2 separate regions of the Danio rerio genome follow, and region 1 is linked to region 2. A link is a contact called in public Micro-C data. All regions are on one chromosome and are shown on one strand. Each heading gives the region's core, a stretch centred on a gene start, on an enhancer-like site or on the middle of the called end of the contact. The rest is flanking DNA. Distances are from core to core; before and after follow the strand shown. Region 1 holds the start of ube2g2 (ubiquitin-conjugating enzyme E2G 2 (UBC7 homolog, yeast)). Region 2 holds the start of ptger1a (prostaglandin E receptor 1a (subtype EP1)).

Region 1 (6,692 bases), core at 1,542-4,041, 200 kb before region 2:
AAACGCACCCCAGAGTAGTAGTTTATTAAGAAACTCGGCAAGCAGCTGTCATAATCACAGAATTGTTATCTTAATGTCATTATCGTTGGACTAAATTGCTTTCGAACTCTATTTTACAGATCGTTTTAAGGTTTACCACAGTTTGGAAAAGTCAAGGTTTTATAAGCGCCAAAATTGTGTTACCATTCCTACGATACATGCAAGTTTTCTTTGTTTATTTATTTTTTGTTGTTTTTAACGTGTTTTATATTATTTTTAATTTGATTTAATTTTTAGAGCAACGGTATCTCCAGCAGCAAATGACCCTCCACATCAAAACCTACTGTTCCAAAATATTTTAAATGTTTCTTAAAATACAATATATTTAGTTCGATGGGGAAAAACTTTGTTACCCAGACATTTAAAAAGAACATATTTTAGAGCAGTAATCACACTACTGTGATATTAAAGCTGGGCGATATGGCAAGTCTCGATAATTATTTTACATATGGAACGATAACGATATATTGTTCGATATAGGTTGTCTGCTGTGTGACTTAGATCAAAATAAAGTAAAAAAGTTCCGAGCTTATCATTGTTATTGACATAAATTTTATTGTGATTCAATATAATATAATTTATCTGCCCAGATGTGATACCATGAAATCGCAATATTTTAAATCAAGGTTATCATACCATCAGAATCTTATACTGGCCCATGCCTAGTACTAAATGCTGCTCTATCTGAAGAAACTCTGATAGACATTTGAAGCTGCTATGCCTTTTTCTACATTGTTCAATAAAGTAGTAGTTATTTTCGAGGGGTAACACATATTGTCAGCTTCAACTATCTAGCGAAATTAACTACTACTCTATTGAACAACGTAGAAAAAAGTGTAGCAGCTTCAAATGTCTATCAGAGTAAACTACTGCCTTAATTTTTCAGTTTTTTTATTTTCAATTCAATTCAGCTTTATTTGTATAGCGCTTTTACAATGTAGATTGTGTCAAAGCAGCTTCACATACAGTAAATGGTCATAGTAACTGGAACAGTGTAGTTCAGTTTTTAGTGTTTAAGTTCAGTTCAGTTCAGTTTAGCTCAGTTCAGTGTGATTTAAAACCATTACTGAGAGTTCAAACACTGAAGAGCAAATTCATCGATGCGTAGCTCTACCAATCCTGAACCATGCATTTCATTAGTTATACATTTAATGGTTTGTTAGAGTGGTGGTTCATTCCGATTGACATTTGAAACTGACAAAATGCGCTACCTCTGTTTTTACACCCTTCTTTAAAGTAGGCAGTTCATTCTAATAGACATTTGAAGCTCACAAGATGTGCTAACCCTTGTTTTTTTAATTGAAATATGACATAGAGCTACCGGTAGCACATTCTGAGGAGGTAGCACAGATTGCCAGAACACTGACAAAATGCTTCAAACAGACTAAATAAAATGCGTTGGACATGCAAGACTGCAGAATTAAAACCAGAGAGATATAAGAGAGAAACCACAGCGGATCTCTTTATATCGATGGATGCTACAACTAAAATAAAAACACTATCTACTGTATATCATAAACGTCATAAATCACCGAAATCCATCCAGGGCTGCTGACAGAATTGGCAGAACTTCATGGAATCATTCTAAAAGGTCCATTTGACATGCAAATCTCCTTCTGTTTACCCAGCATATCCAGCTGTCGGTCAAATACTGTTTCTATGGGCGGATATCGATCAGTAATCATGATTAGCACCGCATCAAAAGAGATCCGTCCCCTATCTGTGGAACAGCTGTCGGGGAGTTGCTAGGGGACACTGTTCCTTATTTTGCTTGGCACTTCATTTCACTTAAAGGGTTATCGGCCAAAACCGCTGATCTAACCACCAGTTTGATTGACCGGAGGACACGCTGATTGGTCTTATCCAAAATCAAAACCACTTATCATCCCTTAATGTGCCCTCATTGACTAAGTATCGCTAGTGAATAGGAGCAGTGCAGGCTGTGAATGAATACAGGTTTGGAGAAATAAATTTGGCGTAATGTATGAATGTGAATGCAAGAGTGAATGGGTGTTTCCCAGTGCTGGGTTGCACCTGGAAAGGCATCCGCTGAGTAAAAGGATATGCAGGAAAAGTTGGCGGTTCATTTCGCTTTTAACAATGAAATGAATAAATAAATAAAGAGAAGCAATTATATGCAATACTTACATAATCAGAGCTTCCCACTCAAAGAAGTTCTCCTCATTTACAGGCCCTGTGAGAATGGCATGGGTCAGACCATTAAATTAATGAATTATTATTTTAATTTGTTTAACGATATAATACTCGGAGGTAAATGGAGCAGTTCGCTAACTGTCCCAATTCTCACCTGCCACAATCCCCTCCGGAGGGTTTAGGGTTAGTTCTGCAAAGAAACAAATGCATTTAGAGAACAGAAACCTGCCAAATAAAATGAAATTTGAGTACAGTGTACATGTTATGAACTGATGTTCGAGTTTTTACAGACATTTTTAGTGTATTCAGGGTGACTTCGGTTAATGCTTTGGTCTAACTCGTAAAAGTAATTCATACTGTCCTAATATGCTGGTAAAGTTCTGGAAGTGTCGAAGTGTTTTGGGAAACAACAGCTGCCAAACTGTTGCAAGCAAAACACTGAAAAGCCCTCAGCTCACAGGCAACATCACTGCGCTGAACGGAATTACGTGACTTACGTTTGTATTCCGCCATGAGTCTTTTTAAAGCTGTTCCAGCCATTTTATAGCCTGGTCTGGAAAGAAGTTGTTTTGACACGAAGAATGACGACAACTGACACGATGAAAAAATCTTCTTCTTCCGGGACAAAAGCGAATGAAGAATCTCACACGCGAAGGATTTCCCACTCGATCTTCACTTCCGTGTGAAGTCACGTGGCCCTAAAAACGTTCTTACGGTAAAAAAAAAAAACATTATGAAAATAAAACCATCAAGTTTTGTGACAATTAAAAACAAGTAAAAAAAAAATCAATTAAATTTTAAATTAGAAGAAAACAATCCCTAAAGATTCTTGACTAACTTGGCTTAATAATGATTGATATGAATTTGCTCTTGTTTGTTTGTTATCATTCATTCATTAATTTCATGTATGTTGTTTTTATAATTTCTTTTGCTGTTAATAATTACAATCCCTGTATTTTATACAAAGTGGTTTAATAAGGGTTGAAAAAGATAAATCAATGGATTCTCAAACATTTTAATATTTTAAATAATATTTAAAACTATTAATATAATAATAGAAATATACAGACACTTGTGAAGTTGCTGAAAAAAAGATTTGCCTTATTTAAATGTATTAATTAATAAATAAATATGGCAAAGAATTGAGAGATGTTTTATTTTATTTAAAAACAAATGTTCATTTTAATATATTTATTTAGTTTATTTGTTTTTCCCCTAAAATTAATTTACATTTACCCGAAGTGACAAGGTTTGGTATCCAGCTCTCTCAGTATGTAGAGTGGACGGGCTAGGCATCCGTCTCACTCTTTGCCACACACATAATAAGAAGCGCTACACTGACCTCTAGCGGAAGCGTCAGGTCACTACAGGAGGGTTTCAATGGCAACCATCACTGAGTTGAAAAGCGGTGAGCTGATACTCAGAAAATGTCATCAATGTCATTTTTCTCATCGTTTTGCTGTCATGGAAAATCTATCATTTAAAGTTTACCATCGTCACGCTTCTTAGAAATGCACTTTGACGTTAATACCTAGCGGCACAGTCGTCGGTGTGTATGTACTGCATGTTAGCCGAGCTGACTGAAGTGTGTCTGTCTCTATGATGATGTTTAGCGCTGAGGGAGACTCTAGAGGCCCGCGGGGTCCTGGGGCAGCTGAAGGCTCGAGTCCGGGCGGAGGTGTTCAGCGCGCTGGATGACCCGAACACCCCACGGCCGCCGCTGTCTCACGACAACCTTCTGATCAACGAGCTGATCCGAGAATACTTGGAGTTCAACAAGTATCGGTACACCGCTTCAGTGCTGACCGCAGGTAAACACACACCTGTGTCCTGAGCAGGGCTGGACCTGTACATTCCGGGGCCCAAAGCGGAATAATTTTGGGGCCCTACCTTGCTTTGAATAATAGCGTTAATGCCATTGCAAACAAGCTCACAATGATTTTATTGCTTATTAAAAACAGTCAATGAAACAGACAAGTGAAGCTTAAATATTCGCCACATTTCTTCTACTTAATAATTATCAGATTGAGTTTTGTCAACTACTGTCGTAATTCGACTTCTTATCAATTAGAAATGATCAGACCGGAGGTTTTGAATATCAGAAAATAGACTTTATTCTCCATAATAAAGCCGAGAAAGAGCAGAGCAGACCCCAGAGCATTCTGAAGTCTCTCCTGGACACTTCCTATCTCTGGTTCTCTCTTTCCAAAGTCTTTCCTGCTCCTTCTGAAGTCTCTGTGTTTTTTTAAATCTTGATACAGGTTATTTTCCACACCCCTAGGTGTCTTGTTTTAAATCTTGACCATTTTTGAATAGGTTTCTAGTCTAAGGGGTCCTGCTATTCTTGGCTCTCAGCCCACTAGCTCATGTCAACAGAGATGTTACAGGTCTATGTCAGCAAAGTATAGATGCAACTTATGCAAAGAAACTAAGTGTTTACATACATTGTCATGATAGCATAATCACTTGATAACATGTTACTCAGTCTAGCTTCTGACACATATCGCTTCATACAAGTATTTAACATATATAATCATTGCTTTACATATTCAGTTACTCTACACAATCATTCTTCAGCATAGCTTTCTCCTACTCTTGCTCCTGTGCAGACATACTCATCTTACACAGACACATCACTGTATTTTAAACACACGCTGGCATGTTTGCTGCAAACATTCTCCATTTTGAGAAGAGAAAATTAACTGCTTTACACTTAGAGAATACTTTACACAGAGAGAATAGAAATCTTCTTCACTACCAGTGTCAAAAATGAAGAATTAAAAATCTTTAATAAAGGGACCAATAATTCCTACTTTGCTTCCTCGGCTCGGAGTGTTTAAAATATATGCTATTAATTTAGCAAACAGATTAAAGACTCTATAGAAGATTCTAGGTTGAGGTAATTTTTTTTCCAAAAACAAAAACCCTTCAATGAAAGGACACTGAACAATAATGGGGTATATCCACATGGACTGTTAATTTCAGCCAGCCAGCCTCATCGCTTCTGGTAAACTGTCTTTTAAAATTATAATTTTGTCACGTTTAAAGGGCACCTATGATGAAAAATGATCATTTTGAAGCTGTGTGGACAGAACTGTGTGTAAGTATAGACAAATTACCATGTTTGTAAACATTAAAAATGCGTGCGCAGCGGAGTTGCAGAAAAAAAACAGGAGCACTATCATTTACAGCGAGGGAATGACATCCAATGCGGTACAGAGTTTGTTGTTGTCTTAGAAATTAGTTATATTGATTACATATTATATATATTATTTACATAATGCTTTCAGCGTATTATAACATCTTGTGCCCCAGTGACAAGCACAGTGATTCAGCAAAATTAACGTTAAAGTGAGCGGAGTTCGTCTGACAGGTCCATTCAATAGTATCTGGATGCAGCCTTTATGATGCAAGCTGAGATTGCATCACTCAGCTATGCAATGTCAGACACAATGCACTCAAATGGAGCGAGTGATGTCGCTGTTAGGGATGGGGTTAGGTGAGCCCATTAAAAAGCATTGGATGCAACCCAGATTGCACTGCACCAGGTCTGCATCCAGACCCTTCTCGGTCCCTTTGCGATAGATACCGAGGTTCTGCCTAGCCAAAGACAAGGAAAAAAAGACCTGGGTATTACCAAGGCCTGGGTAATCATCAACAAGGAAAACTGCATTCTGACAGCGAACTGCACTTGTGACGCTGAAATCATTGCTGCAATCAAAAATGAGTAACATGTAGGATTCAGCATATATAGCGTAAATTTACCTGGCATGTAATGAGAACTGCAGAGTCCATTTTCCCAGACCATGTCTTTAATATGACAGTTTATTTTTCCCCAGTATTTATCAGTGGAGTTTCTGTGCTCACCTGCTGATCCTGACGGCGCTGTTACATGGTCTTTCATCTCGTTTTACCCTTGAACAACTAAAAGAATGCTTAAGTATATTTAACTGATTGTATTGTAATTCAATTACAGCATAGATGCTGTAAAAGAAACCTTATGACAGTGAAAATACTCACATTAAAGCTTTCACCGGAAGTTTGTCATTGGCTGAAAAACACAAACTGTGCATAAACCCCATTAGCCAAAAGTGAAAAAGCAAAATTCAGTCATAAATTATGTGTACATTCAGTTTGCAGTGCAAAGATTGATCCATAAATAATAAAATCAATAAGCAAATAATGTATTAAAAATACAATATACATATACTGTATTAAAAAAATAACACTTAAATACTATGAAAGATTGACTTGCTCTGCTAAACAAGATTTAGGAAGTGTTTGAGAAATAATGAAAGTTTCACAGCAGGGCTAATAATCTTCAACTGTATATCACATGAAATATGTTGGGTTGTTAAGGTTGATCTCTTTAAAATGATGTTTCTCAGAATCAGGTCAGCCTGAAGTTCCTCTGGACCGTGATTTTTTGGCCAAAGAGCTCAACGTGGCAGAAGATTCAAGTGCCAGATCAGTGTGAGTATGATTTGTGACCAGCCTTA
Region 2 (7,163 bases), core at 3,438-5,937:
GTTCCTGGAGATCTACCTTTCCGCAGAGCTTACCTGCAACCTTGATCAAGAACACCTGTCTTTATTTACCAAGTGCTCCTTCAGATACTATTTAGTTTGTTTAGTTGCGTTTGATCAGGGTTGGAGCTAAACTCTGCAGAAAGGTCGATCTCTAGGAACAGGGTTGAGCACCCCTGTTTAAGACAATAAAAAATAAGACATCTAGATGATATTATATATTCAATCATTTGTGAAATTTAAATGACTTATATTCAGTATACATAACATAAAATTAGAATAAGAATAAAAAAATAATACTCTATGCCAAATAAAATACTTCAGATCTAAATAAAGCAGGTGTTTTTACCTAAAGGTTCCTTTCCTCCAGTTAGTTTAGTTGCAGATCCCTCCACATCTGTGCTTTATTTGGTTCTTGACTTAAGAGTAACTGGTGTCACATTCCAGGTCCATCACAATCTGAGCTAGAAAGACAATATGGCAAAAGACAAGACACATTTAAATAAGTCTCAGAATAAAATATTTAAAAGGATAGTTTACTTTTCTGCCACCATTACTCCATGTGTTTTAAATCCATTTAAATTTATGTTGAACACTAAAGCAGATATTTTGAAGAATGTTAGAAACCAGTAACTATTGACTTCCATATTTGAACCAAATTTCTTAAAAAAAAATACGAGTTTGTGTTCAATGGAACAAAAAAAAAAAATCTAACTATTTTGAAACAAGTGGAGGATGCCAAAGATGCCATTATTTTCATTTTTGGGTGAACTGTCCCTTCAATTCAAGTGTCACGCATTACTCATAAAAACTGATGTATCGCTTGAGGAAAACTAAATCAAGTACCTCCTGTGAGCAAGCAGAATCATTATGCCATTGTATTCAGCCAACTGACCCAGCCGAGGCTCGAACCAGCAACCTTCTTGCTGTGAGGTGACAGCACTACCTACTGTGCCACTGCGTCGCTTCTGGAAGAAGCAAAAGAGGTTGTACATGAAACTCCTCACAACAAATCTGTGAACAACTTGACATTTCAAAATCTAATCAAAATGAGGAAGACATCAACATTACCTTGAATAATCAAGAGAGGAGAGATTGGTAGCATCAGTTTTTCAGCATCAATTGCTGTAGTTGCAAAAAAGATAAATATAATAAGAGTAAAATAAGACTTAACATTTAATAATCTAAATCTATGGTACAACCATACAAATCTGTATGGGGTTCAAAAAAATTTGTATACAAATCATTCCCCACACCTGAACACCAAAGATAAAATGTACAATTAATGACACAATAACGTTATACAATAAGCTCATTAACCAGAGAGAAATAGACAATTAATATGAATTATGTTAATATTAACGTTAGCTTAAAAGACATCAACTGAATTTTATTATCAGCTCAATTTAATAAAACAGTTTAGACTTGTTTCATTGTGAGTTTAGTGTGAATAACTAACTTACAGTTTACAAATCTAACCATAATGATAGCTTAGTCATAATGACCACATGAAGACCAGAGCTTACCTTAACGTTAAACGTTTAACTTTTCATGGTGACTTTGCCTTCATCTCAGTGTTGTGCTGAAATAGAGAATTCATTAATGCAGTTAACCCCAAGTAAAAGTTAAGTTTTTTTTTTCAGGTAACTTAACGTTACTATGGTCAAAAACTCACTCAAGATAAACTCACTGTAATTACCTTATCTAATACCTCGCAAACACTACAAACACGGTCTGGCGTCGAATAACGTGACATAAGTACCTAACTTACAGTACAACTAAAGTAACTTGGTTAATTATTTTAAATTACACACACACTACACGGAAATATACACAAAACAATCCTTTAACGAACAGAATTTGACTTTTAAACACTTACCGAGAATGAATTCACTGGAAGAAAAGGCGACAGGTGGATTTCAAATTAGAAGAGCCGTTGCTTGCCTGGTGAAGGTCGAATCGAGTCGGCTCGGCTTTATGAATCGGCTCCTTAGAACAGTAAAGAGTCGAGTCCGCCTAAAACCGATTCCTTTTTGTATATTATGGTAAGACACAACAATGAATCATTACTATTTCGTTATACTGCTCGGCCACACACATTTATACACATATTGCTGAATGTGCTTGTGAACACGTGTGATAAAATAATTCCCGAGCAAACGGTTCAATCCGATTCGGTGTCGTTTGTGTGCTGAACCGAACCAGTGCAAACGTGGTATTGATAAAATAGTAATATTGTTTTTTTCTTCTCACTTTACCAGCGAAAATATTACATATATCTGACTTTAACAATAAGAATAAGGTTCGCTTGAAGTGTTTTGAGAATTAATATTTTTTTCTCCCAGGGTTCATTTCACACCAACAAGCAAATATAATGGCGGATGAGAAAAGCCAGATCATATCATAAATATTGCGTTTAATATGTCACGAAATGAAGTTTTAACAGTTTTTCATGCGAGAATGTAGTTCTTCCAAACTCAAATCTGTGGTTTGTTTTTAGATATCATGTCTAATTTTAAGTGTGCTTTGCCGATAGGGGAGATTCTGACCTCCAGGGGTTGACGGCGCTCCATCACTCATGTATCCGGCAAACCTCATGCTTTAATCGGCCTAGACATTATTGAGACATGCCCTGTCTTCGATGACTAGATAATAAATGTGTTATGAAATAAAGTTTTAACCGTTTTTCATGCGAGAATGTAGTTGTTTTAAACTCAATTCTGTGGTTTATTTATTAAGATAGTGCGTATTTTAAAATGTTGTTTTGAAAATGCGGAGATATGTGACCTATACGGTGGCCAATATGGGCGCCCAATATTCTTGAATCCGTCTAAAGCAGGTTGGTCACTCTGACATTTAAGCTGACTTTGAAATCATTTTGTGTGTTTAACAGTCTTTGGTTACGTGAATCAATTTATCTTTGTTCCAATTTACGTTTTGGTTCAGCACAAAGTTATGTTTATTAAATATTATTTAATATTTCCATGTTGCCTTATAAAGTGCACCCAAAAATGGAAAACCAGGGGACAGTTTAATGCATTGAACAGTCTGAAGAAACTGGTTAGGTTATTTACTTCACAAAATAATTTGTCTAAAAATAAATAAACATAATAATCATAATATATAGTGTGTGTGGAGTTGTTCTTGGTCATTTGCAGTACTGTATTTAGATGCACAGTAACGGATTTTTCCCCAAAATTCATTATAAAATCTACAGTAACATACTGTTAACCATGTTTACAGTATAGAAAAGTTGAAAATACATTATTATACTGTGAAAACAGCAATATATACAGTAACACACTGTGCACAGCTTATACAGTAAAAAACTGTTGAGAAATGCAGTATAATACTGTGAAAACAACAGAAATCGTTTACAGTGTAGATAGATAGATAGATAAATAGATAGATAGATAGATAGATAGATAGATAGATAGATAGATAGATAGATAGATAGATAGATAGATAGATAGATAGATAGATAAATAGATAGATAGATAACAATATGAAATATTTGACAAACAGATATAACTGTCATTTATGGTTCTTAAATAAAAAATGAGTGTTAGTCGAAAAAGAAACAGAAAATATATTACATTTCTTAAACATTTATTCAAATTTATTTTTACATTTTCAGAAATTAAACACTCATTTTTTTTTCTCTAGAGCAAACAGTAAACACAAACAAAATGACCGTACCTTTCTGTAAACAAGTTGAACTCAAGTTAAGTATTAGTGTAGCTTATTATAAAAACAAAAAAAAAAAAAAAAAAAACACTCAGCAAACTAACAGGGCTGAAACAACTCTGAAAATGTACTTTTCTGTTGCTTGCTACTAGATTGAGTGTCACTGGCAATACTCAGTTGACTGTTTAGCAAGACACTCATCACTCATTTGTGCTCACTCAATTGGCCAGTTAGACTATCACACATAGACGGCAGTCACACATTTGCAATTGGCGGGGGAAATTAAATATTACAGATATATTTCATATTGCAGCCTCTTGCTAATCGCTACGATTTAAATTGTGATTCGATTTCGATTAATCGCACAGCTAGTTACAGGTTTCCAACTTTCTTCAAAATATCTTCAGCACAAAAAAAAATCTAATGTGCTTGGAAAAGATAAAGGGTGTGTGAATTATGACAGAAATGTCAGTTTTAGGTGAATCTCTTTAATCTACATCAACTGAAAGCCACACAAGCTTTGAACTCTTAGAAATGACCTGCTCTCACATGTATACAGTTAAATTTATGTTTAACAGAGCAAGGAATCTTTCACAGTATTTCCTATAATATTTCTTATTTCAGCTAGAATAAAAGCAGTTTTTATTTTTTAAAAACAATTTTAAGGTCAATGTTATTATCCCCCTTTAGCAATATTTTATTTTTATTTTCTACAGAACAAACCACGGTTATACAATGACTTGCCTAATTACATTAGCTTGCCTAATTAACTTAGGTAAGCTTTTAAGCCACTTTAAGCTGAATACTAGTGTCTTGAAAAACATCTAGTAAAATATTATTTACTATCATCATGGCAAAGATAAAAGAAATCAGCTACTAAAAATTGAATTATTAAAACTTTTATGTTTAGAAATGTGTTCTTCTATTCGATAAACAGATATCGGGATATAAGAGGGTTCATAATTCTTCAACTGTATTTATTTCACTTTTCTATCCACAGCTGTACTTGAAGATGGGAGCCCTGCAGCATATAAACACCCCTCTCAGGTAGCCATGCATCACGCCAATTCATCAGGCGCTGTGCCGCTCAACCCATTTTCCAACCGCAGTCAATGGGAAGGACAGGCCGGCTCTCTATCACTCGCCGACCCCTCAAATGTCACCTCGAGCAGACCCATCCTGAGCGGCCCCATAGCTGCCATGCTCTCCATGACCCTGGGGATCCTGTCTAACATCGTGGCTCTTCTCATCCTGGCGAATGCGTATGCTCGCCTGCGCAGGCGATCCAAGGCCTTTCTCCTGTTTGCTGGCTCTCTGGTGGCCACAGACTTTGTGGGACACGTCATACCTGGTGCAATAGTCATGAGGCTGTATCTTTCTGGAGGTGTCCCAGCTGAGGAATACAACAGGGCTGACCCATTATGCCAGTTCTTAGGAGGCAGTATGGTGTTTTTCGGACTGTGTCCGCTCTTTCTTGGCTGTGCCATGGCAGCTGAGAGATGTCTGGGAGTAACAAAACCACTTCTTCATGCTTCGCTTGTTACAACTACAAGGACTAAACTCTCGCTTTCTGTCATCTGGCTGGCAGCTCTTTGTGTTGCCCTTTTGCCCTGTTTTCAGCTGGGTTCATATACCTACCAATACCCTGGAACCTGGTGTTTTATTAAAGTGCTGGAGGACGCTGAGAAGGCAGATATGGCATTTGTCATGTTGTTTTCAGGACTTGGGTTGACCTCCCTTGCTGTTGCTTTGGTTTGTAACACTATAAGTGGACTAACTTTGGTGCTAGGAAGGATACGAAAGAAACCATGTAACCGACGGTCAGCCAGATCTCATGATATTGAGATGGTGGTGCAGCTCGTGGGCATCATGGTCACATCTTGTATCTGCTGGAGCCCTCTTTTGGTGAGTATGAGCGATTGCAAGTCAACTTTTGAAGATATTCACACTCAATAAATTAATTGATAATAGTAAGAAATGAAAAGTTGAGATTATGTGAAGGGGTGTATTTGGTCCTGAGAGTGAGTTAAAATCAAATTGATTAGCCCTCCTGTTAAATTTGTAATATTTTAAAAACAATACTCAAGTGTTGTTTAAAAGATTTTTTCTGCACATTTTGAACCATATTAGTTTTAATAATAGCTTACGTCATTTTGCAAGATACTTGTATTCATCTTAAAGTGCAGTTTAAAGGCGTAACTAGGTTGATTAGGCAAGTTATAGTAGTTTTGTAGGTCAGATTTTCAGCCCATCATTGAGTCTATTTATTTAGTTGTGTGTAAATGTGTGTACATTTATATTTATTCAGTTTTTTTATTAATTTCAGCAATATTACTGACTAATATGAAAATGTTCATATGATTTACTGACAATACAATTTGTAAAGTAATCATTTCTGTCTTTTAGTAGAAGACATATGGTCGATATATTCTGAGACTTGCTTTGTTTAGCAAATAAATGGATCTATTAGGATTTGCATTTAATAAACATTAAATAAAAGTTAAAAATGTGTTGTTATTTTTTTATTCAACGTATTACGTTTTTAGTTATGATACACACAAAAATCCGTAGATTTTTTACAATATTCTGCACAGAAAATGTCCACAGATTCTGTCTGCCCCTACCCATCAGGAATAATATTAATAATTCATTTAATTTTCTTTTCGGCTTAGTGCCTTATTTCATTAGGGGGTTGCCACAGCGAAATGAACCACCAACTTATCCAGCATACGTTTTTACGCAGCGGATGCCCTTCCAGCTGCAACCCATCACTGGAAAACACCCATACACTCTTAAGCTGCAGTCACACTGGGCTTTTTCTCCCATAGGCTTCCATTCATACGCACGCGAATGCGTCAGATGGGAAATGCAGGGTCATGCGTCAAGTTTCACAGGTTGCTGCGGTGCAAAGTTCAAGTTTGATGAACTCTGACCTGCGAAATCGCATCACTTTACTGCGTCACAGGAATGTCAACTGACTCAGCCAGGGCTTGAACCAGCGACCTTTTTGCTGTGAGGCGATCGTGCTAACCACTGCACCACCGTGACGCCTAATATTAATAGCATTTTTAAAATCTTTTATTCCAGCCAGAAGAAAAACAAATCATCTGAAAAACTGTGAAAACGTTCATGCTCTGTTAAACATCACTTGGTAAACAGTTGAAAAATAATAAATAATAATTTTGTTAATAATTTTGCCTTCAACTATATGTCTCTTAAAGGGATAGTTTACCCAGAATTGAAAATTCTCTCATAATTTACTTATTCACTTGTCACAAATTTGAGTTTAAGTTTCTTTCTTCTGAACATTTGAACACAAAAAAATGTATTGTAAAAAATGTTGGAAACATGTAACCATTGACTTTCATTATATTTGTTCTTCCTACTATGGAAGTCAGGGGTTTCTAACATTCTTCAAAATATATTTTGGGGTCAACATAAAAAGAAAAATCATTGCAGCTTTACTATTGAACTTATTC

What was found. Hi-C and Micro-C count contacts between places; a contact is called where the count stands out from the background.
Region 1: a contact with region 2 is called in a Micro-C map of caudal fin, with 5 times the contacts expected there. The contact joins the promoter of ube2g2 here to the promoter of ptger1a in region 2. A contact is called at or near these places in 2 of 18 Hi-C or Micro-C datasets (caudal fin and hematopoietic stem cells).

Annotation. Positions count from the first base shown.
Region 1 is chr6:9,531,422-9,538,113 of GRCz12tu, reverse strand. It overlaps ube2g2 (ubiquitin-conjugating enzyme E2G 2 (UBC7 homolog, yeast)), which reads right to left and starts at 2,791. Exons shown (of 6, transcript NM_001017767.1): 1 at 2,691-2,791; 2 at 2,348-2,383; 3 at 2,188-2,233. The coding sequence starts at 2,733. cep20 (centrosomal protein 20) reads left to right here and starts at 3,541. Exons shown (of 5, transcript NM_001326495.1): 1 at 3,541-3,601; 2 at 3,807-4,004; 3 at 6,582-6,666. The coding sequence starts at 3,574.
Region 2 is chr6:9,332,691-9,339,853 of GRCz12tu, reverse strand. ptger1a (prostaglandin E receptor 1a (subtype EP1)) reads left to right here and starts at 4,687. Exons shown (of 2, transcript NM_001166330.1): 1 at 4,687-5,589. The coding sequence starts at 4,738. LOC137487446 (a long non-coding RNA gene) reads right to left here and starts at 2,586. Exons shown (of 7, transcript XR_011009981.2): 1 at 1,877-2,586; 2 at 1,524-1,579; 3 at 1,069-1,122; 4 at 844-965; 5 at 347-461.